Regions from separate parts of the Mus musculus genome. Here regions 1, 2, 4, 5 and 6 are each linked to region 3. The links are chromatin contacts, called in public Hi-C, HiChIP or PLAC-seq and promoter capture Hi-C maps. All regions are on one chromosome and are shown on one strand. Each heading gives the region's core, a stretch centred on a gene start, on an enhancer-like site or on the middle of the called end of the contact. The rest is flanking DNA. Distances are from core to core; before and after follow the strand shown.

Region 1 (4,828 bases), core at 942-3,441, 950 kb after region 3:
TGTACGCACTGGCGCGTGAGCCGCCACACTCTGCACCTGCACACACAAGCACACACATGCACACAAAGAAAGACATCTGTTCATAACACCATTAGGAAACTTGTAAAATATAAACTAACCCAAACAAAACCTTGACTTATTAAAATCCAAAAGTGTTACATAACTGACAACGTGCAAATAAAACAACTTTCCTACCATTAAAAAAAACAAAACAAAACAAAAAAACAACTACAAATGAGCAGAACGCATCACAGTGTTAAAGAGTCCTAGCCTACATAAGCAGATCACGGGCTCCTGTCCACAAATCAATTCACAAATCCTTATCAGAATAACAGTTCTGCTACTCTTCTTTAAAATACATACATAAGCAAGAAAATATTCCACACTTACATGTTACACATGACACACTTACAACTGACCACACAAAACCGTTTTAAATCAGATGGCTGGCAAAACATGGGCCAGTTTTAAAGTAGAGCATTGGATGGGGTGGGGTGGTAAGTGAATCAAAATCAGTTTGAATTACCAAAGATTTTCACCTACAACACACATACATCATCTTTTAGGAAACTAGCCTACAAACAGGGAACCCCTCAAGCACACTACTCTACTGACCCCGAGAAGTCTTGAATAAAAATGAGGTTCCCTCTACAGGTAGTGGGTGTTAAAAAGAAGCAAGGAGACCAGTGTAGTGGCATACACCTTTAATGCCAGCACTTTAAGGGGCCAAGACAGGTATCACTATGAGTTTGAGGCCAGTCTGGTCTACATACAGTGTTTCAGGACAGCCAGGCCTTCATAAAGACACCCTGTCTCAAAAAAACAAAAAACCAGAAACCTCAAAAACCTGTTGATCAGAGAGTCAACACCAATCCTGAGGAAAGACCATGAGCCACCCACCGGAACCCCACTTACTCATCACCATCGGGACACAGGCCGGTGGCCTCATCGTACTTGGAGCAGTATATGTCCGGGCTGTAGTTGAAGGTGCCATCGCGTCGTCGGAGCGGTCTGCGACGACGCTGATTTAGGAAATGCCAATGGAAACAGGTGAACGGCCTGTGCTGGCTGCACTTATGCTGCAAAAACAGGGAGCACTGCTCTGTCCTAAACTCCTTTAGATACCTAAAAAGACAAACAGCGTTGCGGGCCGCAGCCACCGCCGGCTGGAGGCCCCTGGGATGCGGCGGGGCAGGGTCCCAGACGAGAAGCATCCCCCACCCCCGGCAATACACACACACACACACACACACACACACACACACACTGAGCGATCCTGACTGCCATGGCCCGGTACCCTCCTTTTTTAAAAGCACCCCGGGTGTCACTTCCCAACTCGGAGACCAGGTAACTCCAGTCAGGCAGACTCTCCGTTCCCTGACCCCAAATACCACTTCCCAGTCCCCAGATAAGAAGATTCCCGGACACGAGGCATAGACCTCCTCTTAGCAGGCCATCACCAACTCTGATCCCAGGTAACTCTACAGAAGTACACTCCATTCTCTGCCCCCTTCTAGTCCCTGACCCCTGGAGCCACCTCTCAATCCTCAGTCCCGGTCTCCCGCTCGACTACCTTCATAGGTTCCAGATGGACTGCAAGCGCCACCCGCCCACACCAGGCGCAACCCCTCTTCTGCGCCGCAGAAACGACCCCCGGGCTCACAACCAAGCGGCCACCGGACTCTAGGTGCGGCTCCGCCCCCAGCCCAGAGGTCACCCCAGACCCCGGAACCGCCTCTCAACCTCAGGCAGCGACTGCTCGAGTCCGGATGGCCGTGCGCCCACCTCCAGCCCAGGCGCGGCCCTGAGCTACGAACGCAGGCGCTGTTCCCCAGACTCCAGTCTGGCGCGCGGGGTCGCCGGAGACCAGGAGCAAGTCCAGCCCCCAAGCCAGGGGTCACCGAAAACCCTGGGCGCTGCCACTCCACCTTAGGCGGCGGCCCGCGCCTGGACGGCGTGACCCGCAAGAGCTGGCGGCGGGGGCGCGGGCGCGGGCGGGGCGCACCCACAGCGGCGACACCGGGGCCCGTGGCGCACGCGGGCCGCTGCTTTGCGCCGCAGCGCCCAGAAGGCCACGGACCGCAGCCCAGGCACTGACCTGTAGTGGGTTGGTTTCTCTGTCTGCGGGGGGGACCCGCTCAGCGCCGCCGCCGCCGCTTTCGAAACCGACGGCATTTTCAGTCAAAACAATGCAGCGCGCATGCGCCGCGCCGGCGCCCCCGGATCTCCCCCCCGCACCGAGCCCCCTGCGCCCCCCGCCGCGCCGGCCACACCCCCGGGCACGCCACGCCGGCCACGCCCCCACCGACCCCTCGCCCACGCGCGCTGTGCGGCGGGGGTGACACACAGGTTCTGCCGGCCCACCACGGCAGCAAGTTACAGGCGCAAGGCGGGACACGCCCGTTGGTGTAGAGTCCCCATGATGGCCTCTGCGTCCAGGGCTGCTGTTGGGCACAGGTTTCTTTGAACTGGAAAAAGTCTATAATTAGACTGTGACGATGGTCGCCCCTTTATTAAATTTGTGAATTTAAGGATAATCCGAGTGTGAATTCTGTTGAGCCACTTTTTTAAAAACACAGCGTAAGATGCTGCCAGATGAGCCCATCGGGTAAAGGATGTACAGGGTGGTCAGTAATCAGACTGATCTGGGGTCCGCAGAATGCTAACTGCACGTGGCGGGCAGGACTCGCAAGTGCTAGGATGAATTCGGGAGAACCCAGGGCTAGCATTCACTGGTGTGTAAAGTGACCACAGCTCCTCTGCTAACTGCGGGTGTGCTCTGAGGGATAAAGTCTGAGTAGCACAGCCACAAGTGTTCTGAAAGGAATGGGCAGAAAAGAGAGGGATGTTTTCAGAAAGGAGGATTACAGAAAACCTATCCCATTTCCAGAAACACGATCTAAAATATTAACAGAGAGACATACACGGTCCAGGTATGTATGCTATATTTTAAAGTACTAGTAAGGTAAAATTACCATTTGCTGGTAGGATTACTGACTTCTTCATATGACATTTTTGTAGACAAATTCTTTGAGTTGTTGACAACTTTGGAGAGTGAGTTGGTTTGGTTTGGGTGCTAGAGGTAGAACCCGGAGCCATGTGCGTGCCCGGACCCAGGTCCATGCCGGCTAAGCACTTATCCCTGAGCATTTCCCCTAGCCCACAGACCCTGAAGTTAACTTAGTTTAAAGGACTTATTTTAATGGTTGCACAAGCATGTGGATGGATAGTGAGCTGTAGGCAGTCCCAGCAAACAGAAACATTGTTTTTTCAAAGATCAAATAGAAGAATGAGCAAGCAGGGAAGGGCAGACAGGGGAACCTACAGAGGAATAAATGTGTCTCAGACTGCTGAGGGATAGGGAATGAAAACTAGGTCAACCCCCAAGTCCAGCCTGGAGAAACACACAAGACAACCTAAGGAATCTGAGAGAGAGAGAGGGAGAGAAAGAGAGAGAGAGGGAGAGAGAGAGAGAGAGAGAGAGAGAAGCTGGCTCTGTAAGGTGTGACAGAGAGCAAATAGCAGTGATGGTGGAACTCAGCGACCTTGACTGTGGACATGGGCAAAGGTCTCTCATCAAAAGATGTGTTTTATTCCTCTGCAGACATCACCTGTGACACCCACATAAGGGCCAGACGTGTCCTTTTATTGAAGCTGGTACTCGAGGGCTATGGCTCAGAACAGAACTAACAGGTTTTTATCTGTGTAACAGCTCACTTCCAACACTACTGAGCCTTTCCATTTTCAAGAGCTTACACAAAGTGGCTGTTGGGGCTGGAGAAATTGCTCACAGTGAATGGCTCCTCTTCCAGAGGACCCAAGTTCAGTTCCCAGAACCTACATGGTTGCTCATAGCCATTTGTATTTCCAGTTCCAGGGAATCTGACATCCTCTTCTTACCTGTATAGGCAACAGACATGTATGTGATGCACATACATACACATAAAGTAAATCTAATTTTGTAAGCGTCAGTTACGTTAACTCCTCCTCCCTCAAAAGAACATGTTTTATTCAATCATTTCTTTCTGCCCAACAGTTTATCTACTGTCTTGTACATGCAGCTGGCTTATAGTTAGTTACAGGCCCTCTCCCTACCTGATATTTGCTGGGCACTCACCCAGAGAATTCATTGGGCTGAAAACAATAGGAAAAACACAAGCTACAGTCTATTTGGGAAATTGGAAAAGCATAGCACAAAAAATAAATAAATAAATAAAATAAACATTTAAGTAACCCTTTAGCTAACACACCTATTCTCCTATCCGTAAAATAGATGTGAAACTCAGATCTGGTGGTGCTCGCCTTTGATCCCACCACTCAGGAGGCGGACGCAGCCTCTGCCTCTGAGTTCAAGGCCAGCCAGGGATACAGCCAGAATTCCAGGATGGCCAGGGCTACATAAAGAAACCTTGTCTTGAAAAATTAGAAAGGGGGAAGGAAAGAAAAAAAACGAGAAAGCAGAGGTGTAGTGAGTGTCCCCACTTATTCTGCTCACGAGTTCAAATGCCCACATCACTTCAGATAAGTTATCAGCCTGGCAGCACTGAGAACCCACTGCATGAAATGTAACATTTTTTTTTTTTTGCAAAAGCAATTCTATGTGAGCTGGAAACAGACCTCATTGGTAGGATAGCACAATAGACTCCTGAGTTCAATCACAACACTGTGAAAAAGACAGAAACAAACAAACAAAAAAAACCAACCCACTATATTATTGATGTTTTGTTTTGTTTGAGACAGGCCCTCCCTACGTAGCCCAAGCAGACCCCAAACTTAGGATCCTCCTGCCTCAGTTTCATAAGTGTTGAGATGACAAGCATACCCTACC
Region 2 (4,894 bases), core at 2,124-4,623, 700 kb before region 3:
CCCAGGTTCTCTTTGGCAGCAGGCATCTTGCTTTCTTCCACAGACAAACAGGAAATGGCGATCACCGCTTCTAGACTGGGTAAGTAGCCTTGAGCGAGTCACTCTCCCCTGCGACCTTCTTCTCTTAGCCAGGTGGTCTGGCAAGAGGACCCAAGACGCACCACCTCCGAGGGCGCCGCCGGCTCCGGATGGCTGAGTACCTGAAGCCGTAGGTGTACCTCGTTGCAGAGCTGGCCGGCCCTGCGCTACCCGCGGGAAGGAAGCACGGGCCAGGCCAAGGGGCGGCCGCGCTGCTCATCCATCAGCCAGACGAAGAGCAGAGTCGCGCTCTCGGCCCTCTGTTTGCTTTCTCGCCAATTATTGCTGCACAGCGGCCCCTTTGTTGATACAGTAGTCCGAAAAAGTGCTAATGTTCATTTATCAGGGGGCCCGCCGGGGACTCCCTAGAGTTGCGATTCTTCCCAAAATATAAACATGGGGCGAGCGTCCCAGACAGAAACCCCCATCTGTTTCCCTGGCGCGGGCCAAGAGAGCGAGGCGTTGTTGAAGATAAAGCTACGGATAACGCTGCCTGTCTCCAATGGACGTCTCCCCGGCGCATTAATGACATTCCGGGTGATAGTTGCAGCTTATCTTTCAATTAATCATATATACTTTTCGCGGCTGATTGCAGGAAAGGGGGGGCGCTCGGGCCGGGCTGATCGCTTTTCAATCAATAATAATTTATTTACGCAGGATGCGCTGGAGCTACCCCGGAATTTGACTAATCCTAAAGCACCAAGTCTTTAAAAGGCAAAGAAATCACTCCACAGAGTTTTCTCTGTCTCCACCAGTCTCCTTTGTCTCTGTCCCTTTCAACTGAAGGTTGTGCCTTTCAGAGCACAAGGCAGGTTGAGCCAAAAACCCTTGGGGAGAAAGATGCGCCCCTTCCCAGCCATTGTAACACAGACACAAACACACAGACACACACAGACACACACTGCAATATATATGTCCTTTGGTATTGATTTGAAGACAGCCAGGACAGAAGCCACGTTGGAAAGTGCTTTGGACAGCTCTCTAAAGAAACCCCCACAGGTCACCCCAATTCTGTTCTGCCTATTTGTCTCACTCTGTCCTGTTTCCTCCCCGAAGAGAAAGGCCAGGGCCTTTTCACCAAGGTTGTAGGGGTGGGAAAGTCACTGATTTTGTTCAAATTAGAAGAGTTTTCTTCCTTTTTCTTGACACCTGACCCACAGATTTGTCAACTCTGGAAGCCCTTATATCCGAAAAAAGTGATAAATCCTCACCACATTGATTTGCAAAGGAAACGTCCCCTCTCAAAACTATTTTTTAAAAAAGACTTAAAACAGGGATCCCGGATGCGGCCCCCAATATAGCTCCCCCAATTAAACGGTAATATTTCAGGCGTCAGCTCACACTAATCTTTCAAACTGTCATCGCGATCCGCAGGGCCAGCCGATTCACTTAACAGGACTCCCAGGACCCTCGCCCGAAGCTGTTTTCAGCAAGACATTTAATTGAATCGGATGTGGCTCGTTTGCCAGACGTCACCGCCTGGGTGATAGACATCCGTCCAACCCACACAAACCAATCTTCAATCTCGGGAGGGTCCCAAGCTAGGTTGGCTCAGAACAGTAACTGTAATGTAACCAGAAATTGTGGCAAGGGAGGAAAACAAAACAAAACAAAACAAAACAAAACAAAACAACAAAAGCGAAAAAAGGCAAAGGCTTTGGACTGCTTGGAGAGGGACACAGCGGAAGACAAAGAGCACCAGCTTTAGGATGCTCTGTGGTCCCTGGGTTGAGATCTCACTATGGCTCCCAAGTCTGGTGCTGACCACTGGAGCCTGGAATTGGGCTTCACAGTCTGCCTGGAGCTGGGTCTCCTTCTCCCTTAGTTGAAGACAACCCAAGGCCTTGGGAGTTTGGGTTTGAGGAAAAGCAGGAAGGAACACAAATCAGGCCTTTGCTGGCTTCACTATGGCCCAGATGGTTGCCAGCGCCCAATGGCCCACACTGCCCTGCCAGGAGGGACAGTTCACACTCTGCACTCACAAAAGTTTTGATCTCTGGACTTTGGGTTCATGACTTAAGAGTGACTTGTTTAGCTAACCTTTGACCCTACACTCACACTCCGTTTCTATTCCAAAAGCCTCTCCTCTGGTGGCCAACTCGTCCTTCATATCTGTGTGCCTTCTGACTCACAGATCTGTTCACTCTGGGAATCCTTATATCCGAAAACAGGTGATGGACCCTCACCACATGAATTTTCAAGGGCACATCCCCTTTGCAAATCGGTGTGGTGAGCCCAAGCTCTCCCAGAGGTTAGCCTTACCATATACCTTCGGTGGGGGAGGTTTTGCCTGGAATCGATGTGCCTTCTCTTTTTGAGATTACAGCAGGAAAAAGTCCCACTCTGTTGGGTCTGGGAGGGCCCAAGTGTTCCTTAGATCCAGACAGTTGTCTTAGTACAGAACCTGGGTTCCTTAAACCCTGACAGTTTTCAGACAGAAGCAGCACTGGACTGAAAATGTCCCTCCACCTGCCTGATCTGTCCTCTGCCCCGTGGAGTAGAAGCCCAGGAAGGCCCTGGAGGATCGGGCTAGAAAGGGTCTGGGACTTTTGTGGTGGCCTAGGAGGGTGAAAAATGAAGCAGCTTGGGCTTCAGGAGAATCCAGGCAGACAACCCAGAAGGCAGCTCTCCTCCAGGAAGAGTCAATTCCCCAACAATGCTTCCTTCTCTCTGGAGAGGTGCCTGGCCCCACCGCTTAGTCTGAAGCAGGTGGCCACTCCCACCCCACAATTAGCCACTTCACCTTTCCATTCAGCTCAGAACCCCTTGGGGCCCCTCTGGGTTCCTGGGTTGAATTTGGTCCTGTAGGTCAAATTAACTACCGCTCCCCAATCCAATTCTTAAACTCATGTGTTAAACTCAGTGTTCGTCCCAGAACAACTGTCTTCTCTGTGATTCTCTTTCTATGCAGGCTACTCTTAGGCAGACTTCAGTAAACAATATTGTAGTCATAGTCTTGATCCCTGAAAATAACCCCCCTCTTCTGGCTTTCAATCCATCCTCACCAGCCCATTTAGTGATACAGGACACAGTGCAAAGAATATTTATTCAAATCCTCGACCCACCCCCAACCCTGCGTTTAGACTCAGCATAACAGAATCAGGTATTTTCTTTGAGTGTGTCTGGCTGGGATTTTCAGGCTAACGAGGAGCAATCTCCTTGCAGGAGTGGGAGACTATCCCAAATGTGTCGCGGCCCCTTTAAAAAAAGCTGAGCAGGATTTTTTTTTCCCATCCCTATGTCTATATTAGGTGACGCAGAACTGCCCGTCGCTCCTGTCATCCAGGCCCCTGGCCCAATGGCAGGCTGAATCCCCCCTACTCCAGCCTGCTCCCGCCTCTTCTGCCCCTGGTGCTCCGCGCTACCTGCTGCCGCGCGCCACATCCAGGGCAGAGAGGCGGGTGCGCGGGCGGGCGGCGGGCACCATGCGGGGAGGCTGTCCCCAGGGGTGGGCAGCACCACTCTCTGCTACCCACCTGGCGCTGTGAAACCTGCGTCGCCACCATGTTCCCCAGCCCTGCGCTCACACCCACGCCTTTCTCAGTCAAAGACATCCTGAACCTGGAGCAGCAGCAGCGTAGCCTGGCGTCTGGGGACCTGTCTGCGCGCCTCGAGGCCACCCTGGCCCCTGCCTCCTGCATGCTGGCCGCCTTCAAGCCCGAGGCCTACTCTGGCCCCGAGGCGGCAGCGTCCGGCCTGGCAGAGCTGCGCGCGGAGATGGGCCCCGCGCCTTCGCCCCCCAAGTGCTCTCCTGCTTTCCCAGCCGCCCCCACATTTTACCCGGGAGCCTACGGTGACCCTGACCCAGCCAAAGACCCTCGGGCGGATAAAAAAGGTAAGGAGAACCTCAAGCTCTTCCCTTCTGGAATCGCTTTCATGTCCAAAACCCTGAGCCAAGAAACCCAGGCCTGACAGTAGCTCAGTCCGGGGTGAAGGCTGGGCGCGGGGAGTTTGGAGTATAAGATTCCAGGCTGTCCCGCAGTCAGTCCGAAGTTTAGAGGGAACGCCGAATTTAGAGGGTCAGGAAAAAAGAAGGGAGAGAGAGAGAGGGAGAGAGTGAGAGAGTGAGAGTGAGAGAGAGAGAGAGAGAGAGAGAGAAGATTAAAATGTTGTTTTCGGCCTACAAAACCCCAGTAGGTTAGGGCCTTGTTCTTGGATCTGTTACAAAGTTAAGCTATCTAACAATCCGCGTTAGAACAAATCTTCGTACTGGAGAGTTAAAATCTCTTCCAGATTTGGGGGTACTTTGAGACACTGAGAACTGCTAAACCGAAAGCTTAGCCCCGTGTATCCTGGGCCTTGTGTAGCCCACCCTGCCTTTCTGGGCCTTGCCTCCTTTGTGCCAAAAGAGAGGAGTCTGGGGACCGGGTTGTGATTTTGAGATGCGATGCTGCGGATCCCAGGAGCTGGGGTTGGCTTTGTTTTTCTAGTACAATCTCCAGGCAGGATCAGGCAGAAATTCCTTTCTGGGAACTGTTGGGAAATACGGAACGAATAAAGACACTGAGAAGTGAAGAGCAGGCTTCCGAAGGTGGCCGAATACCAAATATCTCAGAGTAGGGAGAGGGGCTCCTGGCCAGCTCACAGAAGGAGCAGGGAAGTCCCAGGCCCAGATCCTGTGCTGAGTAAAGCCAGAGAGGCCCAATGGTTTCTGCGAGTTAGAGGACGTTCCTAGGTTTTCCCTGGGAGCAGAGAGAAGGTCCAGGAACATTGGAGAAGGACTGGAGGAGGATTAGAACTTATTGCTACCAACCGGAATCCCGCAGGGCTGGTGTAGAGGCCTCTGTCCTCCTCCGGGTACTGGGAAGTCCAGAAG
Region 3 (4,336 bases), core at 661-3,160:
CTGGTAGTTCTGTCTGCATGTGGTAAGCACATTGGATATCTAAAACATCACACCAGCCCATCGTGTCTACTATGCTCTTATCTAGGATATCATCACAGGAAAAAGGGGCCTGCACTCCTGGCTACCTGTACCTGAACACGAAACATTCCCCAAAATTACTAACACTGAAACAGCCCAATTTCCAATAACCCCTGGGCTCCCACAGAGAACATCTAACACTTAAGGCACACAGAAATACCACACATAAAGCAGCTATGATAATTCAGTAAGAATCTAAAGCCCATTGCACCAAATCCAGCCTCAAATCTGCAACCAAGACTTATAAAGTGACTCTATAAAGGTAATATATAAACCTGATATCATATATAAAATTCCCTTTGACACTGTCAAAACACACAGCCCTGGGTGTATTTGTATATATTGCTTATACTCAAGTATAGCTTCCAAGCTTATGATTTAGGTGGAACGTGGAAGTAATAATATGACTATCATACTAACGAGCCATTGATTAAATTCTTGAAAGGTCAGGACTCTCATTTCATATCTAGTGCAGTCCCCCATCACATAAAGTCGTAACGGTGTTTCTCTGAAAGATGTAGGACAAGTCAATACTGCTGAAAAATCAAACAAAATCTCTGTGCTCCCTATATTTTCTCGGCCCTGAAGTGGGCTCTAAAACTGAAACCAGCTAGTACTGCCTCTCTCAGGTAAAGTCAGACTCCATGTTCTCCAAAACGGACTGTGAGTAAAGGAACGCATTGGAGTAAAGGGGAGGAGTACACAGTTATTGCGAACTCTTTACAAGTTATCTTCAGATGAGCCGAAAAAAATCCTTATGCCCAACTAAAAATGCTCGCTCTGGGCTTTGGTTTTGGGTGAATTTGTTTTGTTTGGGGGGAGCATTATTAAGTAAGGCAATGAACACCAGGACAAGTGGTTATCTGGCAAGCCAAACCACACCAGAGAGTGCCCTCCTTGGATTGTTCTTACTCGTCCCTACTTTACTTTTTCATAGGGACTAGGGGATAGCGCAAAGGAAGACACACACACAGTCTAGCACCAGCAGCTTCTCAGCACCCACTCACCCATATCCTAAATGTGTCCCAGACCCATCAACAGTACACCACACTCGGCAGACACACACCCACCTGTACATCATTCTTAGAATCCTTGCTTTTCCTTAGTCCCTGGTCCTGTTCAAACAGGCCTTGCTTTCCCCATGCCCTACTATCGTCCTGTCCCTGGCACATCGCCCCCCCCACCCCCAAGCCCTTCTCCTCATATATACCTAGCATACCATGCAGTCCCCACGCCTCTACTCATACTGCGGAGCCTGCCACCTCTTCCGCTCAACGTCCCCTTGGATCTCAGGTCTCCCTACGCCGGGCACAACCTCGCACATCAGGGGCCGCGCTCCGGCACGCCTCCCGCCCGCAACCCGCGCGCCCCTCTCTTCCGGGTCCGCGTACGCCGGCCTAGCGCGGCCTACTCCCGCAGCCCCGGGCAGCAGGCCTCCGCGCCACAGGAGCGCGCCCGTCGGCTCCCACTACTCACCAGCGCGCGGCGGCTGTGGAGGCGCGGCCCGGGGCCTGGCTCCCGGCCCGGCGAGGCCCATGCGCTCAGCGGCGGCTCAGCGGGCGGGCCACGGCGGGGGCGCGGCCCTGGGGGGCCCCCATCGCGGCGGCGGCGGCGGCTCGGCGACCCGTGGCCCGGAGGCGGCGCAAGGCAGGCCGCAGAGCGCCGCCAAAACCGGCTGCTCACTCTCACCAGCCCTCTCTGGAACCAGGCTCCAGCCCGACCCCAGCAGGCTCCTGCGGCGGCGGCCGCAAGCGCTTCCCTGAGCCGGGAGCCTGAGCCCAGAGCCCTGAAGCCCAGGCCTGAGCGCCCCCGCCGGCGCCGCCCGGAAGTGCGGGGGCGGGGCCGTGGTGTGGGGCGGGACTGCTGCGGAGGCTGGGTCTCGTTGTAGAGGCAGAACCACGGTGTGGGGCGGAGCTTCTAACACGGGGCGGGTGGGAGTCCGAGGACAAGAAGAGTAAGGGGCAGAGTCTTGAGCGAAAGGCGGGACTGCGGCGTACTCAGGAGCCAAGCACTGTCTTGCGGTGGTGAAGGCGGGGCGTGAACTAGGAGTGCCGCTGAAAAGAAACGTAGCCGCGGAGGATGCCCAATGGGGCAACGACTACTGCTCGTCCCGAAAGGTGCCATGGGAAACAGCCCTGAGCGCGCTCAACAACCACAGCCATCACTGAACCCTAGGCCAGTACACTGAAGGCAGACCACTCATATCTGATCGCAGATGCTATTGAGAGAGTAGAGTTTCTGGGTAGCTGGTCGCCCTCCACACAAATACACACATAACACTTATAATGTCTGCAAGGCATCTCTTGCTAAGTCTGCAAGCGCAAAGAGTCAACTCCATTTTGCCCCACCACAGGAACATAGATGCACAACTCTCTACTTGGCAGGTCTCAACCCTCGGTCAGCCACATCCCAAGGAGAAATATGTGAACACAAGTAATTACTGCACTTAAGAATGTCATCTACCAGTCAAATCAGCCCCTGACACCTCTCAGGTAGTCCATTTTGCAGACAAAAAGTTGTGACCTAGGCTTAGTACGCACCCACCCAGACCTCACCTTGGCCAGAGGACTCCTGGTACCCATACCACCCTATACTGGCTGCATCTGCACTTGCCATCTACATGCTTTTATACTGCTGCTGCCAGTGCCACTGCCATGTTTTGTTCTGGACATTGTTCTCCCTCATTGCCTTGTCCCTTCTTCATGGCTCACAGGCAAAAGCAGTAGTACTGGCTTCAGACTCTAAACCCACAGCTGACTGGGGTGATCCTAACCCTGCCACCTGTCCCTTAAGAGGACTTAGCACAGTACCGAGGACCAGGATTGCTATGTATAGAGAAGGAACCACTTGAACTATAGCTACTAGGGTGACCAAGCCTGACAAATTCCCCTCCTAGACTCATCACTGAGCCTCAGGTCTGGGGCTGGGGTATAGATAGTGCCCCCCCCCTCAAATGCCAGGACAAGTTTCATGTTCACTTCTGTCCATCTAATGCAGCCTCAGGTCCTCCGGCCTCTGGGCACTGGAGACTCTCTAGCAGCCCCTGACCCAGACCATTCAGCCTCATACCATTAGAAGAAACAATCACGACCACTGAGTGAGCAGTAGATAGCCTTGGCCTTGGGCATCCTCCCCACTCCCAAACCCGGACCCCAATGCTTGCCTTGATTCTGTAGAGCTGCTGCTGCGGCCAGGCCAGGCTCTCGGGATCAAGTCCACGTCCATCCTCCTGCTGGCCCACGGTGGTAGGTATCCCCAAGCCCTGGGACCAGAGTAGGGCCCTCGGGCCTCCAGCTCCTCGGGACCCCTGCCCTGCAGGGACAGGAAGGGAATCAGGAAGCCTGGAGGAAATGCAACGGCCTGCTAAGGAGTGCTGGGGGGGGGGGGTGTGGTGGGGGAGAAATTATAAATAGGGGTAAAAGGATTAAATTATGAAGACCTTGAGGGAGTTTCTGCAATGAGAGGGTAAAGGACAGCACTTGAGAGCCTTGAAATGCCTTTGCTCCTCCCAGAATTGCCATTAGCAGCTTTAACTAAATTTTCATGGCATTTGCTCATGTTTCTTGCCAGGAATCAAGAGTTTTAAAAACCCAAACTCATGAGCAGAAATTCTTTTCCTCAATGTAGACATAGAAATATACTTTTGCAAAAAAGGTTTATTTTTATTTTACGTATGTATGTGAGTACACTCTCACTCTCTTCAGACACACCAGAAGAAGGCGTCAGATCTCATCAGAGATGGTTGTGAGCCACCATGCAGTTGCTGGGAAACGAACTTGGAACCTCTGGAAGAGCAGTCAGTGCTCTTAACCACGGAGCCATCTCTCCACCTTGACATAGGAATACTTTTAAATAAAGTGTCTTTTAATAATGATACAAAGAAGCCGGGCGTGGTGGTGCACACCATTAATCCCAACACTCGGGAGGCAGAGGCAGGCAGATTTCTGAGTTCGAGGCCAGCCTGGTCTACAGAGTGAGTTCCAGGACAGCCAGGGCTACACAGAGAAACCCTGTCTCGGAAAAAAAAAAAAAAAAAAGATATAAAGAGCTCCGGGTGTGGTGGCACACGCCTTTAATCCCAGCACTTGGGAGGCAGAGGCAGGCGGATCTCTGAGTTTGAGGCCAGCCTGGTCCAGCCTGGTCCAGCCTGGTCCAGCCTGGTCTACAGAGTGAGTTCCAGGACAGCCAGGGCTATGCAGAAACCCTGTCTCAAAAAACAAAAACAAAAACAAAACAGAAAAAGATGATATAAAGAGTG
Region 4 (4,295 bases), core at 1,699-4,198, 780 kb before region 3:
AGGGTGAGGCAGAAAGATTCCAAGCTTGAGGCTGGCCTAGGCAACTTAGCAAGGCTGTTTAACTACAATTGGACAAATGAACAAAAGAGACTTGGAGATGGCCTGTGAGTAGAACATGTGGCGAGAACCATTCAATCCCAGCACAAAAACAGAAAGGCTGGTTAGGGAGCTCAGGAGATAAGGGCATTCACTGGCAGCCACACACACCCCAGAGTAAATAAACAGACAGCTTTGGTTGCAAATCCTAAGCTCTCCAAGCTGATAGCTGCAGCACTACTTGAACTGTCTGGCAGTGAACCCGAGCATGTGCCCACCACTGTTTCCAGTCTCCCTCAGCTCGTGTGCACTTTAAACTTTGCACTCAACTCACTGACTCTCTGGCTAGAAGCATTAAAAGAAGCTGTCCTGGCCATCCATCCACAGCTACATAAAATTCCAGGTCAGTCTGGGCTACATGGATGGGGTGGTGTTAGGGACAGGACAGGACAAGGGGGTTGCAGCATCTCTATAACTTAAAAAGTACCTGTCTTAGTCAGGGTTTCTATTCCTGCACAAACATCATGACCAAGAAGCAAGTTGGGGAGGAAAGGGTTTATTCAGCTTACACTTCCATACTGCTGTTCATCACCAAGGAAGTCAGGACTGGAACTCAAGCAGGTCAGGAAGCAGGAGCTGATACAGAGGCCATGGAGGGATGTTCCTTACTGGCTTGCTTCCCCTGGCTTGCTCAGCCTGCTCTCTTATAGAAGAGAGCAAGACTACCAGTCCAGAGATGGCACCACCCACAAGGTGACCTCCCCCCTTGATCACTAGTTAAAAAAATGCCTTACAGCTGGATCTCCTGGAGGCATTTCCCCAACTGAAGCTCCTTTCTCTGTGATAACTCCAGCCTGTGTCAAGTTGACACAAACTAGCCAGTACAGTAACCAATTACAGTAACCAATTCCTTAGCTGCCACAGCCATATGCATCCCAGGCTAAGCTATGTGGAAGGCAGAGTTTGTAGAGAACAATGTTACACCATAATGTCAAAAGTCACACCTTGACAGTGATGTATATAAAAAAGAAAGATGTTCACTAAATTGGTTCTCATACATTTTCCTAAAAAGTAAACAACAACAAAGTCAGGAGCAGTGACCCCAACCCTCTGGAAGCAGCAGTGGGTAGACCAGTTCTAGCCAGTTCTAGACTCGCCAAAGTAACATGGTAAGACCCTATTTCAAAAAACAAAAACCCAACTTTATTACTAATTGAAAAGCACTACTAGCCGGGCGTAGTGGTGCACGCCTTTAATCCCAGCACTCGGGAGGCAGAGGCAGGAGGTTTTCTGAGTTTGAGGCCAGCCTGGTCTACAGAGTAAATTCCAGGACAGCCAGGGCTACACAGGGAAAACAACTACCACTACCACCCAAAAAAACCCCAACAAAACCAAACAAAACAACAACAAAAAATCAGCAAGCAAACCCTGCTATACTTGGGCATGCTACCAGCTTCAGGTTACTAGATCAAATATATATTGCTTCTTTTGGGTTTGTTTTCCTCTTTTTTTTTTTTTTTTTTTTTTTTTTTTTTTTTTGGAGACAATGTATCAATGGCCTGAATCTCCAAGCTCTGGTCTGAGCCTCCTCACAGGTGACCTCAGGTGCACAACGGACCTCAGGATGGTTTGTTGCTTTTGGTTCAGGGGATTATAGACCCAGGTGTGTTTCTTGGATGCTCCCTAGCACTGCACCACAGACCTCTTCCTTCCAGTTTTAACTCGTACCTTAATGTTGCTCCTCCTAGCTTTCTTCTTCCCCTTCCATCTGCTTGAACCTTTACAGTCCTTCACTCCCTCCCAATAGAGATACAAATTGTATTATGTCTGTCTCCCCAGGGACTGTCAGCTCACTGGTAGCTAGGACTCCTGTCTCCTACATAAGTACAGCTGTGCAGGGCCAGAAGATGCTTGGCAAATACTGCAGGAACAAATCTGAGAAAAACTATTTTACTTTTTAACTGTCACCTGTCACAGTGCAGTGCTCTCCCTTTTGGCTGTGAGTATACCAGAAAGTCTCTTCAAGCTGAACACCGACTGTGAGTCAGTCTAGACTGAAATGCTGGTAAACAAAGAATGCAGGCCGGTCTTTCCTGACACCAGAGAGATCAGTCCATTAATTACCACACACATACGCCTCAGATGCTTGTGGTGGAGAAGGGCACCCCCATAAACTAGTCAGCAGTCCAAATGAGCAAAAGGAAGAGGCAGGCGAGGGAATAAGGATCCTCTGGGCCGATGCCCCCATTTCTCCTCTCCCCTTCCTCTATCTCGATCCAGCAGCAACACAACAGGATATCAGCAAGAAATGTACTTTGCGGACAAGCGACAAGGCTTCTCTCAGAACCCTCGCTTCTCCCACAAGGCGATCTGCAAGAACTGAGAAGCACAAACATGTCGAATCCGCTTGAGAATTCGAAATGGGAAATGCTGGAGGGGGATAAGGGACACGGGATGGTAGCGCCTGCACGACTGGAATGGCGGACCAACGTCGCAGCGACTGTCCTGGGACCTCGCCGTGTGTGTGTGTGTGTGTGTGTGTGTGTGTGTGTGTGTGTGTGTGCCCTCACTGACTCGGCCGCTGGTGTCCTGGGCGCGAGGCGGTGCGACCCTCCCCTGCAGGACGGCTTGCCCCGACCTGTCCCCGGGACTCGGGTCTCCGGGCGGCCGGCCTGCGTCCTCCGCTATTGGCGCCAGGCCGTCACCGCCGCACTCACCTGCGCCTGCACGTCCATGGTGGTCCGCACAGGAAGGGATGCAAAGGCAGCAGGCAGGGTGACGAGACCCGCGTCCTCTCAAGGGCTCGCGCCGCAAAACGTCGGAGCCAGGCCAATTCGCCAGGCCAATCGGCCAAGCCAATCCGCCACACCAGTCACTTTTGAATTTCAACCTCCGCGCAGTCAACGCACTTCAATCCGCAGAGGCCAATCCGCGCCGGCGCTGCGGTCGCGAGCCAATCACGGCGCCCTCCGCCTCCGGGGCCACGCCCCCTGAGTCGCGACTCTTCTAGTCCGCCGGAGCAAGAGAACTAGACCCCTTGGATCCTACTTCCGGATCCGCTCTTCCTTATTTCTCCCTCTCCCCCTCCGGAGCGCGGAGCTAGGCCTCTGGTTGCGTCAGAAGTGCGCGTGTGTGGAGGAGTGGCGTGGGGGAGGCAATACGCATGTGCAAAGGTGCCTGAGCGGTGTCGGGGCGGAGCGAGCGCCACCTAGCGGCTGCTGCTGAACCTGCACACCTCCTCGACAAACCTGTAGACTGGAGACTGTTAAACCGAGGTTGCTCTTGGTCCGCTTTCTCAGGTCCGAAAAGTGGGAGCTGGTTGATGGCGCTGACCTGTCCTCAAAAAAGAAAAAAAGTAAAAGAAAAATTGGAGCCCATATCTGGAGATGTAATAAAGTCATAAGTCTAGAGCAGGTCCGGGAGGATAGCAAACTGGTTATCCCTGAAACTCATATAATGTGGAAGGTGAGAACTAATTCGCCACAAAGTTTTCTGTGCCCCTCCTGCCTCCAATAATATATATTATACATAAACAATATGTATTATATACATAAACATATCTTTACACATATACATAATATATACTCAATAATACCTATTATATATAAGCATATATAATATATATAAATAACATAAATTATATATTTATTTTGTTTTTTCGAGATTGGGTTTCTCTGTGTAGCCCTGATTGTCTTGGAATTCTATTTGTAGAACAGGCTGGCCTTGAACTTAGAGATGCCAGGGCTACCCTGTGCCACCATGCCCAGGTCAATAAACAATCTTTTAGATTAAAAAATCAAAACAAAACTATAAGCCAGGCTTGGTGGCACACACCTTTAATCCCAGTTCCCAGTACTCAGAATGCAGAGGCAGACAGATCTCTTGAGTTCAAGGCCAACCGGGTCTACAAAGTAAATTCCAGGGCAGCCAGGGCTTTGTAGAGAATCCCTGTCTTAAATAAAGAAATACACACATGCATACCTGCATACATACATACATACATACATACATACATACATACATACACACATACATACATAACTGGGTAAATAAACAGTATGTTTCTTGACACCAAGTTGTAAATCTACAGCCCTCTTACTTGAGATGTTTCCAAGTCTACAAATGTTAATGAGGGAACACTAAAAAATTTCTGGTTATAATTTTACAAACTGGTTATAATTTTAAACTAGACAGTATTTCCCTAGTGACTTTCTAGAAAAAAAGCAAAAGTTTTATTGTGTGATAGAATATGAGTTTGT
Region 5 (4,318 bases), core at 1,311-3,810, 640 kb before region 3:
ATGTGAAGGACCTGGTCAACTCTCAGGCAAAAATTCTTCTTGGCCAGAGCACGCACCCCTGCTACCCACCCTTCCAGAACAGGCTTTGTAGCCTCACTTACCTGGATCCTCTGTTTTAACTGTTGGAACTTTTCTTTCACCTTAGTATTCAGTTCAGTAAGCTCACTTAAGGGTCCAGAACAATCTCGAATATCCTGGAAGGCAAGGAAGAGATGAGGGACCTTTCTCCCGTCAATGAAATGAAGTGTCCTCATCGGCACAGTGAGAAAGCAGATTCAGACACAGCTAAGGTGGCCCAAGCTCTACCTTGTCCTGCTCAGTGCTGCTCTCCTCCACACAAGAGCAAACTCCTCATTTTCAGCTTCCTCATTCCTTGTAAGATTAACACCGAGAGCCTAATATGAATAAACAGACTGGATGCACAGTTCAGTAGTACAGCACTTGCAGAGCATACTTGGAGCCCTGGCTTTCAACAGCAGCAAAACACACACACACACACACACACACACACACACACAGAGAGAGAGAGAGAGAGAGAGAGAGAGAGAGAGAGAGACTCATGTGCACGCATGCACAAATGCACACAGACATGAATACACACCCCTGCATGCACATAGACTCCATATGCATTGTGTGTGTAGATAGGTAAACCTCAACCTCGTCTTAGATGTTTAACAAAGTGCCACTAGGAAAGGCTTAAACAGCTTCCATGTTCAACAGAAATAGACATCTAAAAAATACTGTAAGTTCAGATCCTTCCAACTAAATCCCTAGTGACCTGTAACAAAGTTAATTTAGTCTGATTTTTACAAACCATCTGTCGCAAGTCAAAAACGTTTAAAGATGAACTGAGAATTTGCTTCTGGAAAGAAAGTCAGAATTATGAGAGCCAAATTTTAGAGCAGGTTCTAGACTTAAGCTACATATATTCAAATCCTGCGTATAGCAATTTATTAGTGCAGTCTTGGAAAACTTCAGTTCTCTGTGCCTCCATTTCTTCACCTTACCTACGTCAAGATGGTATTTCTCTGTGTAGAACACTTAGCAGAATAGCTGGAACACTGAAAGAATACAATGTATGGGGCTATGCTTACTCACTAGTAACCATAAGAACCCAAAACACATATGTCACCAGAGGCCTACCTAACAGGAAACTATGATAATATGAAGTATTATGATGCTATTACATAATTTTATATTATGATATAATATGAAAACCCAACTTTTCAAATTTTGGATATAAGGGTTTTTTTGTTTTGTTTTTTTGAAGACTCTATGTAGTACAGGCTGGCCTCAAATGCATGATGGTCCTGCTTATGCCTCCCAAGTGCTAGAGCCACTACCCTAGCAACTCTGTGTTATGTATGTATATGTATTTACATGTGCATTCTGAGGACTGAAACTAGAGCCTTGCACATGGCTAAACTTTAACTCTACTCTGAGCTAAATTTACCCCCAGCCTCTGGTAATCTCACTTGTATAAATCTTGTTTATTTTTCTAGAATTGGCCCATTTTTTTTGTTTGCACATCTCAGGAGTAAAGTTTGCGGCGTTTCTTTACCTGTTCTCTAGCTTACTCACAAAATCAACACTTCCTCACAGCACAGGATAAACTGCTAATGTGGCAGAGTGTACATCTGGCTTACCAGAGAGCACTACTCTCCATGCTCCTTTTTATAGGGGCTAGTAAAGCCAAGCTTACCCCAACAGCTAGGCACAGCCCATTTATGCAGCACTGGGGATGGCGAACCCAGTGCTGGGCAAAGTCCTCACCAGCGGAGTCACACCCCTACCCTTTCCTTATTTGCTGTCACAGCTTGTATTCTGAGCCGGTTGGGTTCTTTTTGCCAAACTCTGGAGCCATTTCTACATTCCCTGTTCTTGCTTGTGTTCCTGCACTACTGTCTCCTACTTAAGACCTGCTTCCAGATAAGCGCCTCATTTTCCAGTCTGTTTCCGGGTAGGGAAGCTCTAAAATGATTTTCCTAGGCTGGCTTTCCCCATCCAGGTCCTAATACTGGCACTGCCTGCCTTCTGACCCAGGATCTTGCACAATATTTGAATTCTTTGTTCAAAAAATTACAACCACGTCCCAGGTTAACTTAGTTAGCTTCGGGCAGGGACTGTCGGGCCAGGTGGCTTTGGGTGCCTCAGGGTCCCTAACTTAGGGAAGTGGGCGTGGGAGGCGAGCAGGGCGAGGGGTGGGGCGGGGCTACAGCCGAGAATGCGGGTGGGCGGGCTAGCCCAGCACGGCTGCAGTCCAAGGAAAGGGAGCGGCGTGTTAGGGTAACTCAGGGGTGGGCAAACCAACAGTTCACAAAAGAAAAGCCTGAAGGTCAGTGATCTCGGGGAACCGACCGAATGGTGCCTTAGGAGCCATCCTGGAACCGGACCAGGCGCGAATATTCTGGAAGATGTCAAGGCGGCCATCGAGAGCCGGACAGGAGCCTAAGAATTTGTACCTGGATAAGCGCCTTCACCTCTAGGTCGAATTTGACAATCTCTTGGTTACAGATCCGGACGTGGACATCCTGGGGAGCCGCCATGTTGGAAATGCGGCTACGGCGAGCGGCAGCAGCCAAGCTTGAACGCGTTCACGTGGCTCCTGCCCGCCTTTCCGTACTTCTTCAAATGTGATGCTGCGGGAGACCCCGTGTGGATCAAACCAGGTCAAGAGTCCAGACCTGAAACTTTTCTTGTCACGTAGAACACGCACAGCTTCTCTGGTCTGCTCCTACTAAACGGAAAAGTGGAATGTGATTATGAAGAACCATTAGAGTTGGGGTGGGGGGGAGGGGAAAATACAACTCAGGTGATGATAGGCTGGCATGCCACATGGCCTTCAGGTTTGTTCCCAGTACTAGAGATACAACAACAACCCGCTATTCTAGTGACCTTTTGGATGGAAAAAAAAAAAGGATCAATTCGGATGTCACCAAAGTTACATTTTTTTTCTTTAAAATTTAAAGCAAAATGTATACAGTAGGTATGCATTATGGAGGAAGACACAAAACTTGTAAAGGTGCAGACTTAAATACAGGTCACTGGGGCACCTCCATTAGTACAACCATGATCCTGCATTGTTGTCCTTACACATTTCTATGGCTCTGGTCCTGCCCTTTGTGTAGAATTGGATTCCAAGTATCTCATAGGAGTAGTTCTGACTGTGTGGTGTGATAGAAACAATGTCAGTGCAAACCTCAAAGAAGGGTAGTGTTTTTTAAAATTATTATTTCTTAAGCCCTCAACACCACTGGACACTTTTCCCCCACCCTCCGGGATTCTCCAGGCTCTGTCGTCTTGGATATGGGTTCCCTCTTTTTAAAATGTTTTTCTCAAACTGCACACACAGCCCCCAGTCTCCACGCCTACCTGTCCCAAAGCACCCTGTACCACCCACTTCCTAAAAGGTGCTCAGTAGCTGGCTGCAAGTATCAAAGGCCTGGATTCCAGGCTTGTAATCAGTTTCCTCAGTAGCATCACTCCTAAGTTAGGTCACCTAGAGGATGGAATGAGGTGTTGATAATGTAGCATTGAACTCAGTGCTCACTAGTTGCTATACATGTACTGTTAAGAAACACTCTGGGAGTTACTTCCCTACGTGCGGCCATTTTCTATGAAATGCTTCTGCCCAGCAGCTGCACTTGATTTGTTAGGCTATAGAAGTGGAAGGAAGAGGGGGTGGAGGACGATGACAGAACACACGGGACAGGTGAAAGGCCCTAAGTATTTTCTTTGCTTTTCTGAGGCAGGGTCTCACAGAGCCCAAGCTGGTTCCCAGCTACCTATGTAGCCAAGGATGACCTAGAACTGCTGGAATTACAGGCACTGATTAACACCGCAGCTACTAGACATGCATTTTAGCTCCACACAAGCTTTCCTATATCCTTTTTATCTGGGTGTGGTAGCATATGACTTTATCCCAGCACTCAAGGGGTAGAGGCAGGGAGATCCCCATGAGTTCCAAGCCAGCCAGGACTGTGGTGTGAAGCCTGTTTCGTCATACTGGTTATATCAGTTTACACTGCATGAGCAAAACTGTGGAAATGCCTATTTCCTTATAGCCCTACCAGCTTGGTGTGCTGACACTGGTGTTATCATTTTGTCTCTTTTTCAAAAAAACTCCTTTCTTTTGCATCTCTCATAATGAATGAGACTGAGATTAGTATTCACATGAGCTGCAGAATTTGTAGACTCTGACTTTGCTGATGGTGCTTTTTTGCCTTAAAGAGGATTTAAATTTCCATAATTTTGCATAGCATTGGGAGATCTTCATGACTCTGGACTTGGGTCTATGTTAAAAAGTCCTTCCTCTTCT
Region 6 (4,204 bases), core at 589-3,088, 760 kb before region 3:
TCTTCCTGACTGGTCCCTACTTATCACCCTATTTGTGTGTCCACAGTAAGGCAACCAGGGTTGGTTCCTATAAATCTGGGCTTCCTCACAGGGTGTGTTAGAATTCATCACAGGAGGAAAGAGCCACTGCCTTCAGGACTAGCTGAACTCAACAGAAACAGAAAACACACACACACACACACACATACACACACACACACACACACAATCTATGCTTCTATTTCAGTGAACTCCCTAAGCTTACCCCAATAGCCCATTCCTGCCTCAGCCTCTGAGACTCCATGCTTAGGCTGAGGACAGGAATTCAGTCCCTCTTCAGGTTCCAGCCTCTGGGTAGCTTTTTGCTGCCATTATACTACTGTTCTGAGTTTTGGCCCAAGCCCCCACCACCTCACCTCTCTCACCCCTGACCCCTCCCCAGGCAACTCCAGAACTCCCACCATCTCCTTGTCTCGCCCTCCTTCCTATTAGCTCTTCATGATCACCCCTTCGTTGATTTGCGACTTTCAGTCCTCTCTCTGCAGGGTCCACACCCTCCTCACTTGCCCTGAGTGGTACCCACACGTTAAGCAGCTGCGTGTTCACAGCTGGTGTCCTTCCATGTAGTCTCCCTCTCACATCCAGTTAGAGGAGCTGGTCAGTATTCCACAGCGCCACCTAGTGGTAGCATGAACAAGGGGGGCCGTCGTGAAAGAGGAGACTGACAGCAGCCTTCAGGACAAAGTTCTAGCAGCAGAGTGGCCTGGAGCCTGTGGCCTCCCCACGTCCCTGGACTCAGGGAGATGCTAAGAACGACTCTCCACTTCTGCCAGGGGGAAACAGAACTACAGAAAATGTGAATGGACCTTAAACTCTCTTACAGCTTCAGGGATAGTGATCTGTGAGTGATGGGCTTCTCAGTGTATTTCCCTACGATTCCAACTTTTCCAGCTTTCCTGGATACTTTAAACACAGGTGCACAGGTGTTTATGCTTGTTAAATGCCAAGGCCAGCTACTCAAAATAGGAGTCACCTCCCTAACCTCCATCCCATCCTCCATAAATGACCAGTAACTATGACAACAGCAAGCCGTGTTTTGTAGACTTCGGGGGATTAATGAAACTACATTAAGGGGACAAAAGATAAAATTTATGCTTGTTCTCCAGGTGACAAATGGACCATATGGTGGTTTTAATGAGAAAGCTCTCATGGGTTTACATACTTGGTTCCCAGTTGGTGGAACTGTTTGGAAAGGCTTAGGAGGTGTGGCCTCGTTGGAGGAGGTGTGTCACTGAGGATGGGCTGGGAGGTTTCAAAAGCCCACGCTAGGCCTGGTTAGCTTTCTCTATTGCATGGTTGGCTCTCAGATGTAAGTTCTCAGCTCCAGCACCATACCTGCCTGCCTGCCACCATGCTTCCCGCTATGCTATGTATGGACTCAGCCTCTGAAACTGAGAGACCTCAATATGTTCTTTCTTCTATAAGTTGCCTTGGTCATGGTGTCTTATCACAGAAATAGGAAAGAAGCCCATATATGTGATGGTGGTCCCATAGGAATATAGTAGAAGAGGGCCCTTTGTGGCCATGCCTGTTGTGATACAGCCAGTGCAAGGCTGCACTTTGTAGCTGTGCTGGTGTAAACAAACCTGCACAACTGGCAGGATCACAAAGGACAGCCACTGTGATTGTGGTCTGCACACAGTGCTTGTGGTAAGTGGCTGCCACAGCTCCGTCTCTGCTGTCGGCTTCGAGTGCATAACACCATGCCGTGCTCTCAGCAGCCCAGCCATTTGGATTTACTGCACACTCCCTAGAGGCATCAAGGAGTCATTCGTGCTTAGTGCCTGACCTAGACAATCTAGGTTTGTGTAAGCGCATGTTTCCATGGTGATGAGACTGCCTAACTGCATGTCTCAGAACACATTCCCAACACAATGTGCTGCCAAATTGAGTTATACAACAGAAAGAGCTGGGTTGGGGGTGCAGCTCAGTAAAGACTGCTCCTCAATGTATGTGAGGCCCTGGCTGCCATCTCCAGCAGGAAACCAAAACCATCAGGGTTTCAGGTGCAGCCACATCAAGCACTCAAATCCCTCCTTCCCTACTTAGAAGCCCAGGCAGGCTTTCCCACAGAGTCCTTTGGGCCTGATCTAGGCACCTAATGTAACACAGCCAGATCTTCAGCCTAAGAGAATACAGCACAGACCCTGCCCACCAAGACCACGCAAGTATTTGGTGTGTCTCTCAAGAGAAACACAAAGGGCAAAAGCACAGAGTAACCAAACACCAGGGCAGGGCCTCCCATGAGCAGGGGTCATACCTCCCTTAAGACAGAATTCCTGATCCTTACTGTCTCTCCCCGCCAGAAAAAGCCAACAGTGGTGGGGAGCAAGAAGGTGGCTCTCCCTAGACACTGTCACCCTGTGATCTTCACGGGCACAGTGGCTTGAGTAGCCTCTGTTCCTTCATGTCTAGCCAGGGCAGCCAGACTCCCAGCGCTGGGTAGCAGGGACGCATAGGCTTGTAAAGCTGTTCCATTCTTCTGTGAACTTCAGCTCACTGTTGACAACTCATTTGATTCTGACATGGTGACACAATGGATGACCGTGGACAAGGAAGAGAAAGTAGAGAAGGCTTCATGCACGACACAGCCAGGAATTGTGTCTCCATAAGGCGGCCGGGAACCAGGACAAAGCCTCTCCTGTGCTGAGACAGTGTGAAGGAACCTCCCTCGGGAGGGAAAGATGTGGTGCCAAGCCAGACACTGAGGGCCACAGTGGCTGCATCCACAACATCAGGACCAGAATGCCTTGGCCAGGGCCTTGGAGGGATAGAACAGGAAATTGGGGCTTAACGGGTACAGAGGTTTCTTCTGAGGTGGTGAAAACACTTGGGAGACAGCTGGTGGCCATACTGTAAAAGTCACAGAGCAGGGAACTGAGGGCTCTAAAATGGCTAATTTTGTGCGATGTAGATTTTACCACAACGTTTTTTAAAGTTTAAAAAAGAAAACTCTGCTTGCCAAATAAAACATCTGTGGGCTGAATTGCACCCGGTTTTCAATCCCTAACAAGCAATCCCCAAGACCCCTTTTTAATGCTCATATCCCGAATCTCCGGGGTGGGGGGGCACCACTCCAACCAGGCAGTGACCAGCCAGCTACCTCCCCAGCAAACAGAAAAGGGCTTCTTTCTGTCTCCCAAACTGGGATGCTTTGGAGCCAGAAAATAAAAGTCTGTTGGAAATGGAACTCGGCCAAGCTTTTCCTTTCTCTTTCTCTTTTTCTTTTCTCTCTCTTTTTTTCCAAGTGCCCTTTGCCACAATGAAGGGCAAAGAGCTACCCCTGAGTGACAGCGATTGGACTTTGTTGATACAGCCCAAGTTCAATTTTTGTGAGGTTCATAATTAAGCTGTCATCCCCCGCTCCGGCGCAATTAGGGCCAACAGCGCGGATGAATGGCCCTGTTATCACGGGAAATTATAAATAGAGGTTCTGCATAGCGTCAGGGCCGAGCTTCTCTAGGCAGAACCAGCAAGCCCGGAGTGTGTCCACCCTCCCTGGCCGACAGACTGACAGCTCCGAGTCCAGCTGTCATCCAGAGCTCAATTCTGTCTCTGTCATCTGAGCCTAGACTGTAGACACAGCTCCACAGCAGGAGACTAGGGCTAGATATGGCCTTTGTGTTCCCTCCCTCCTGGGGCTGCAGTGTCTGTACTGAGCAGAGGGAATGAGCCTCCTCCTGACAGGCTGAGGTGTTGGTGACCAGAGAGACAGGCTGCCTGGCAGGTCCCAGCCAGCAGAACTCACAAAGGTACAGCTGAGGGCAAAGGTCCCAGACCCTCCTCCCCTGGCCTCCCCTGGCCAGCCTTCTGACACGCTCACCCTCTCAGCAGACCTTGTATCTGCCAGAACAGGTCATTTTGGAAGGGAGTCCCACAGCCAAGAAACACAGTCATGTATCCTCCATGGGTACACACTCTGAGAGGACTGTGGTTAGCAAATTGGCAGATTTCATCCTGTAGTAATGGATCTCTCCCCCCTTCCCTCTTTTTCTTCCTCCCTCTCTCCTTCCTTCCTTCCCTCCCTCCCTTTCTCTTCCCCCCTCTCCATCTCTCCCTTCTTCTTTCCTTTCCTCTCTCCTTCTTTCTCCTCTCCTTCCCTCCCTTCTTCCCTCTCTCCCACCCTCTCTCCCTCCTTTCTTTCCTCCCTCCATCTCTCCTCTCC

The links. Promoter capture Hi-C pulls out the DNA fragments that hold promoters and counts their contacts. A called contact is a pair of places that touch in the nucleus more often than the background predicts. HiChIP or PLAC-seq counts read pairs in DNA pulled down with a chosen protein or histone mark. Capture Hi-C pulls out chosen DNA fragments and counts their contacts.
Region 1: a Hi-C map of CD8 T cells shows a contact between it and region 3, with 3 times the contacts expected there. The contact joins the promoter of Unkl here to the promoter of Axin1 in region 3. A contact is called at or near these places in 1 of 39 promoter capture datasets (liver), 1 of 484 Hi-C or Micro-C datasets (CD8 T cells) and 1 of 115 datasets of contacts at active chromatin or transcription factors (pancreatic cancer cells).
Region 2: a promoter capture Hi-C map of adipose tissue shows a contact between it and region 3, with 2.5 times the contacts expected there. The contact joins the promoter of Nkx2-5 here to the promoter of Axin1 in region 3. A contact is called at or near these places in 1 of 39 promoter capture datasets (liver), 1 of 115 datasets of contacts at active chromatin or transcription factors (embryonic limb bud) and 2 of 9 other capture datasets (adipose tissue and embryonic stem cells).
Region 4: a FOXA1 HiChIP or PLAC-seq map of pancreatic cancer cells shows a contact between it and region 3. The contact joins the promoter of Kifc5b here to the promoter of Axin1 in region 3. A contact is called at or near these places in 1 of 39 promoter capture datasets (liver) and 1 of 115 datasets of contacts at active chromatin or transcription factors (pancreatic cancer cells).
Region 5: a promoter capture Hi-C map of adipose tissue shows a contact between it and region 3, with 2.1 times the contacts expected there. The contact joins the promoter of Bnip1 here to the promoter of Axin1 in region 3. A contact is called at or near these places in 2 of 39 promoter capture datasets (cranial neural crest and liver), 1 of 115 datasets of contacts at active chromatin or transcription factors (embryonic stem cells) and 1 of 9 other capture datasets (adipose tissue).
Region 6: a contact with region 3 is called in a promoter capture Hi-C map of hippocampal neurons, with 2.4 times the contacts expected there. The contact joins the enhancer-like site here to the promoter of Axin1 in region 3. A contact is called at or near these places in 4 of 39 promoter capture datasets (the 3T3-L1 cell line, hematopoietic stem and progenitor cells, hippocampal neurons and 1 more) and 2 of 115 datasets of contacts at active chromatin or transcription factors (astrocytes and bone marrow-derived macrophages).

What each region holds. Positions count from the first base shown.
Region 1 is chr17:25,185,763-25,190,590 of GRCm38.p6, reverse strand. Unkl (unkempt family like zinc finger) reads right to left here and starts at 2,191. Exons shown (of 15, transcript NM_001197024.1): 1 at 2,099-2,191; 2 at 916-1,125. The coding sequence starts at 2,175. BC003965 (cDNA sequence BC003965) reads right to left here. Exons shown (of 2, transcript NM_183150.2): 2 at 2,929-4,828. It overlaps Gm52286 (a long non-coding RNA gene), which reads left to right and starts at 1,121. Exons shown (of 2, transcript XR_003952239.1): 1 at 1,121-1,475; 2 at 1,582-2,537.
Region 2 is chr17:26,840,044-26,844,937 of GRCm38.p6, reverse strand. Nkx2-5 (NK2 homeobox 5) reads left to right here and starts at 3,373. Exons shown (of 2, transcript NM_008700.2): 1 at 3,373-3,913. The coding sequence starts at 3,583.
Region 3 is chr17:26,136,260-26,140,595 of GRCm38.p6, reverse strand. It overlaps Axin1 (axin 1), which reads right to left and starts at 1,910. Exons shown (of 11, transcript NM_009733.2): 1 at 1,555-1,910. Gm46600 (a long non-coding RNA gene) reads left to right here and starts at 1,844. Exons shown (of 3, transcript XR_001782196.2): 1 at 1,844-2,195; 2 at 3,255-3,323; 3 at 3,783-3,811.
Region 4 is chr17:26,915,744-26,920,038 of GRCm38.p6, reverse strand. Kifc5b (kinesin family member C5B) reads right to left here and starts at 2,948. Exons shown (of 11, transcript NM_053173.2): 1 at 2,754-2,948. The coding sequence starts at 2,771.
Region 5 is chr17:26,779,321-26,783,638 of GRCm38.p6, reverse strand. It overlaps Bnip1 (BCL2/adenovirus E1B interacting protein 1), which reads right to left and starts at 2,560. Exons shown (of 6, transcript NM_172149.5): 1 at 2,463-2,560; 2 at 102-194. The coding sequence starts at 2,546.
Region 6 is chr17:26,892,200-26,896,403 of GRCm38.p6, reverse strand. It overlaps Gm41555 (a long non-coding RNA gene), which reads left to right. Exons shown (of 4, transcript XR_876700.1): 4 at 1-88. Among named protein-coding and RNA genes, the nearest start is that of Gm41555, 6.3 kb to the left of the region's middle. Within about 2 kb of position 1,838, at least 47 of the 459 cell types and tissues checked have an H3K27ac peak or open chromatin away from gene starts, as enhancers often do. A contact at or near this core is called in hippocampal neurons, where this site is marked.